2 separate regions of the Sus scrofa genome follow, and region 2 is linked to region 1. Evidence: chromatin contacts called from public Hi-C data. All regions are on one chromosome and are shown on one strand. Each heading gives the region's core, a stretch centred on a gene start, on an enhancer-like site or on the middle of the called end of the contact. The rest is flanking DNA. Distances are from core to core; before and after follow the strand shown. Region 1 holds the start of AKAP8 (A-kinase anchor protein 8). Region 2 holds the start of EPHX3 (epoxide hydrolase 3).

Region 1 (2,721 bases), core at 207-2,706:
ATCTTCCACATACGCCACAGCTGACAGCAACCCACTGAGTAAGGCCAGGGATGGAACCCACATCCTCATGGATCCTAGTCGGGTTGGTTAACCACTGAGCCAGGTTGGGAACTCCAAAAACTTTTACTTTTGATACATTCTATCAAACTGATTTGCAGAAAATAAACAGTTGAACCTCTCGCCTGCAGAGTATTAAGTGTCTCTTTTTAACCTTCCCATTTGGGGGTATAATTCTTAATCCTGGGAATCCCATGGAATAAAAAGATGTATGTATATTAGTTAAATACACTGACTGACGTTCATATTCCTGCTTTTATACCTCGTTTATCCTAGAGAGTTCCTTTCATATTAAGGCAGGTGGCCCCTTGTTAGGGGTTGCACATTTACTTGGTCTTCAATAGGTTTCTTAATTTGTTCACTGCTTATAATTTTTATGTAAGCAAATCAGATTTCTGCCATACAGCTGTAAAGACATGTCTTTAATCAGTTACAGTTACATACAGTAAGTAAGTATGGTATGGAAAGATGGAGGAGCATTTGGGCAAGGATCAAATCAGGTCATGGTTCCATGCTTGTAGAGGGGAAATCAAGCTTGTACCCAAGGGTACATTTACAGACCTACGAAATCTGGTTGGAATCATTGGCGGTGCTGAGCCCCGAGGTGTAGGTGGAGAGGGGTGCCCTTACCGATCTGGCTTGGTGGGAATGGGGCGAGTTTTGGATGCCTGGAGCAGCCTCTCCAGCCCTGCCTGCCTTGCCCGCAGCTCATGATGGAGCAGTCTAAGAAGTCCTCGCTCATGGTGGCTCGCAGCATCCTTAACAACAAGCTCATCAGCAAGAAGCTGGAACGCTATCTGAAGGTGAGGTGCTTGCCTTTGTCACGCGGCCCGGTCCCCAGCCCCGGTGCCTGATTCGGGCCCTGGGGTGCTCCCATTTCTAAAGTATCGCCGTCCCCCGCAGGGAGAGAACCCTTTCACCGACAGCCCGGAGGAGGAGAAGGAACAGGAGGAGGCCGAGGGCGGTGCCCTGGATGAGGGGGCGCTAGTCGAAGCAGCGGGAGTCGCAGAGGACGCGCCGGCTCAGCCCCCGGTGCCCCCGGAACCGGTCTCTGGGGCTGCGACCCCGCCCCCACCTCCGCCCCCTGAGGAGGAGGAGGAAGCCTTGCCCCTGCTGGGCGGGGCGCTGCAGCGCCAAATCCGAGGCATCCCAGGCCTCGATGTAGAGGCTGACGACGAGGAGGAGGGCGGAGGGGGCGCTCCATGACCCGGGCGGGCGGGGCCCGCGTGGCAGAGGCTAGAAGCGGAGTCTAATAAAGTTCTTCCCTTCCCACCTCTTCTTATTTTGTCTGTGGTGCGGTCCTAGTGGGCGAGCGACTGGATCTCTGCTTAGAGGTGTGTATCTGTGGGTGGGCCTCGGAAGGATGGGTTGCAGCTGCGCACTAGCGGCGAGGAGAAGCAGGGATACGCTTGCGCGCTGCGAGGCACAGCGGCCCGGACCAAAACTCCCAGGATGCTATGAGCACCGATCCGGAACAACCGGAAGGCCACCTGGAGTGGTGAGGGCGGGTCCGTCGTAAATTCCCGCCAGTAGTTGCGCGCGGAAGGGGTGACGTATCAACTGGCTTACCAGTAGAAGACAGCGGGAGTTGGGTTCAGCGCATGCGTCCTGTGGTAGTCTGGAAAGAGGAGCTGCTGGCGGGCCGAGCTGAAGACATGGAACAGGGCTACGGAGGTTAGTGTGGGCAACTTAGTGCGGGGTGGGACGGGCAGGTGGTGCCCAGGCGACACCGTCGCCGCGCAGAGGGCCACGGGCTGGGGCCTACTCCAGAGCCCAGTTACTACAGTCCGGCCCTGCAGAGGGGCGGCCGGGACGCGCGCACGCAGTTCATTGGACCTCGGCGCAGTCGCTCCCGGGCCGCTGCATGCGGATTGGCCGATGGAACCTGGGGACGTCGGCGGAGTTCGGCTGGCCGACGCTACGGCGGGCTTCGGGGGGCGCCTTGAGCCTTTAGGACCGTTTCTGCTTCTCAGCCCCACCGGGGCTGTAGGCCCCGCGGATCCCTGCCGCCCGCAGGGCCGCAGCCTCTTTCGGAAGACGCCACAAAATGGCGGCGCCAGAGGGCGGAGCTATGGCGCGAGCTTGTGGGGCGTGGGGTCTGCAGCCGCGGCGGGAGGAGGGACTGCTGTCTCTTTCCCGGCCTTCGGGCCTTCCTGGGTACTTGCGGGGCTTCGTTGGGTCTTCTGCGCCGCCCACGTGGCCTGGAGCACCGGTCCGGAAGCGGTATGAGCGGCACAGGTTCGGACCGCCAGCGGTGCAGTGCTGAGGCCTTGAGTAGTGCGGCGCCTGCGTTCTCCCTGGGTTGTGTAGCTCTGAGGCAAGACACTGAGAGTCAAATGCTGGGTGTTTTCTTTGTCAAAACTTGGAAACCCGTTAGTGGTTCTCCTCCGGGCATCGCCTTGTGGTGGCCTGGAGATGCCAGAGGGGTTTTGTAAAAGAGAATGTGCCCTTTCTCCACTTGAGTTTCAGAGCCTGCGGCAGGACCTTCTTGGGTGACCTCTCAATCTAGAATCAGCCTCCTGGGAGGCTTTTGTTCTATGCTGGAAGCCGCGTTTACCCGCCGGGAGCAGTAGAAATATGCAGGAATGGGCTTGACCAAGCTCCGATACCCCATCCAGGTGTTTGAGGTTTGAGAAGCAAGCGATCTGATTTTGGCTGCAACAG
Region 2 (2,700 bases), core at 58-2,557, 130 kb after region 1:
AATCAGTGTTCTATAGCAGAGGAAGAAGGGAGTTCCACACCCATAGACCTTGCAGCCAGATTAGAGTACTCAGGCAGGATACAGCATCATCAAGTGGCTGGACCATTGATTTGATGAAAATGTAAATGAAGCCAAAGCCACAATACAGCCTAATCATGCAAAATAGGTAAGTGGTAAGTGTGCAGGGCAAACACTTGTGCAGTATGAGCAGTGTAATCACAGGCACCTATTAAGCTCTGAAATGCATTGTTTACTGAGGCAGCACCACGTAAACCACTATTTCCCTTTAAGTAAGGACCCATGGGCTTAATTATGGTCCTAGGACAAGTATAATGTTTAGCAGTCTTGACAATACCAAGGTAAGGCTAACAGTGCTAAGTGTCAGGGAAAATGGGAAGTGATGAAAAATAGGTGAAGTGTTTAAAAGAAATATGAAAACTAAACATGGAAAATGCTTGTGCAGTGGTGGTGACAGTGATACAGTCAATGGATAATGCCCCAAATAGGTAAATCAGGAAGTAGCCACATAAGCACATTTAGAGGTAGCTAGGTAACCAACCCCCAGAAAAAAGCTAAAATCTTTCCAATGGCTGCCTCCAGGGGGAAGGAAAGGTGGAGCCCAAGACTGCTGCTTTTCTCAAGTTCTGATTGCTGTTGAACCAGCTATTAGGCTTTAGGCAAATGAATTTCAGGCTCGTGATCTATACCGTAATACAGGGAGGTGATAATACTACCTACACTAATGGTTGTTGTAAGGGTTAAATGATGAATGACCTTGAAATGTTCGGGATGTTGGGGGAAGTTTGCAAAACAGGAGGAAGAAGGTATCCTGCCAGACTTCTCGCCTGGCCCTACTCAGCTACCTCTTTGGCCAGAGTCCCAATGACAACCATCCCTGTTCTTCGGCGCTCAGGCATATATCCTTTAGAAGTCAGTCTCCCGCCTGCTGCCGCCACCCGCGGAGCCCCGGCGTCTACAACCGCAGATTGGTAAGTCAATGACCGCCTCTGTCCAATCACATCTGTGCAGGGGCGGGCCGACGGGTCCGCTGGACCAACTGGAGGCTATCGTGGGGTCGAGGCGGCTGAACCACCGTTGGAACCAGGGCTTGGAGAAGGTGCTGCAAGGAGGGAGGGTCGCGCGTTTCCGGGTGGGGAGCTCCAGAGAGGGCGACGGCAGGGTCTCCCAAGGCATGCTTTGGCCGTGGCGACACCCCACGCCACCCTCCCAACCCCAGTCATGGCACCGTCTGTCCCACACCTTCCGCTTCCGGACCCGCCTGACCCGCCATATTAGGTTCCGACCCCGCCCCTCCGTCTCATTGGCCCGTATGCAGGCCGATCCCCAGCTCATTGGTCCAGCCCTCGCACCCAAGCCATCCTGGCCCAGCCTCAGACCTTCTCGGCCCAACGTTAGGCCCCGCCTTCTTTCGGTTCCACCTTCGTCCGCACCCTCCTTAGCCACGCCCCAAGCCCTCGCAACGCTCCTAGGTAGGCCTAGTTGAGTTCACCTTTCCAGCCGGTAGGCGGTACCTACCCTGCACTGCCCCGCCCCTTTATCTCAGGCTCCGCCCATTTCACCCACGGTGCCCCCCTGTCTCTTGTTTGTGCAGGACCCTATCTCTCCCTCTCGACTTTTGACCCCCACCCACACACCCAACAGGGAGGCCTACTAGACCCCGCCCCCCTAAGCCCCGCCCAAGCATTTCTGATCCTGCCCACAGTCCTGGCCCCAAGCTTCCCTTCTCGCCAAGACTCCACCCCAACCACCCTAGGGCTGGTCCTCGCAGTTCCACCCCTGCACCTCGAGCCTCCTTGTTCCCCATCACCGTCGCGCTCAGGTGTTTACCTAGCACTTAGGTGAGTAGTGCGCGGTGACAGTTTCGGTCTGAGCTGCCAGCCTCTTCTCTCCGCGCTTTCCTCAAGCCCCGACAGCACGGAGGGACCCCAGACCAAAGGCGGTGGGCTCCGCAGCCCAGATCCCGCCTTGCCGCTGCAGCCAGTGCCCCTTGCCCAGACCCTAGACGGCCACGCAGTCGTGCCGGAACGCGGTGACATGCCCGAGCTGGTGGTGACGGCCCTGCTGGCGCCATCGCGCCTCACTCTGAAGCTGCTTCGCGCCTTCATGTGGAGCCTCGTGTTCTCCGCGGCCCTAGTGGCTGCAGCAGTTTACGGCTGCATCGCTCTCACTCATGTGTTGTGCCGGCCCCGACGCGGCTGCTGCGGCCGACCCCGGCGCACCCCACCCGCCTGCTTAAACGACCCCACGCTGGGCGAGCACTGCTTCCTGACTCTCAAGGTGAGTGCGTGGGGCGGCACCACCGGGGTTTCGAGGGTCAAGGAGCCAGGGAGGCGGGGCTGTCTAAGACCCGTGCGGGGTGGCAAATAGTTGAATCCAAATCTGGATCTGCGCATGCCTGGGGGGTGTGGGAAGTGAAGTGTTCCCACACTTCTTAGGGAAGAGGGGTTTCCCAAGTCGCATACTGTGCCCTTTCCCAGAGCTCAGGCGTGCACCTGCACTATGTCTCTGCTGGACGCGGCAATGGTCCCCTCATGCTGTTTCTGCATGGCTTCCCGGAGAACTGGTATGTCTGAGACCCAAAGGCCTGGAATGCACAGGGCTGGGGGAGGTGGAGCTTGGACCACCAGGGCAGCCAGGAGGCGCGGATAAGGGCTAGGTAGACTGGGGGCACAAAGTGTA

The links. Hi-C and Micro-C count contacts between places; a contact is called where the count stands out from the background.
Region 2: a contact with region 1 is called in a Hi-C map of skeletal muscle, with 5 times the contacts expected there. The contact joins the promoter of EPHX3 here to the promoter of AKAP8 in region 1. A contact is called at or near these places in 2 of 5 promoter capture datasets (fetal liver and liver), 5 of 47 Hi-C or Micro-C datasets (heart right ventricle, liver and skeletal muscle) and 2 of 2 datasets of contacts at active chromatin or transcription factors (alveolar macrophages and skeletal muscle).

The regions. Positions count from the first base shown.
Region 1 is chr2:62,220,604-62,223,324 of Sscrofa11.1, forward strand. AKAP8 (A-kinase anchor protein 8) reads left to right here and starts at 1,457. Exons shown (of 14, transcript XM_003123431.4): 1 at 1,457-1,731. The coding sequence starts at 1,659. AKAP8L (A-kinase anchor protein 8-like) reads left to right here. Exons shown (of 24, transcript XM_005652898.3): 13 at 765-860; 14 at 961-1,731. The coding sequence ends at 1,263. The region is part of intron 1 of LOC110259330 (a long non-coding RNA gene); the gene reads right to left.
Region 2 is chr2:62,347,224-62,349,923 of Sscrofa11.1, forward strand. EPHX3 (epoxide hydrolase 3) reads left to right here and starts at 1,308. Exons shown (of 8, transcript XM_005652901.3): 1 at 1,308-1,859; 2 at 2,017-2,298; 3 at 2,499-2,584. The coding sequence starts at 2,056.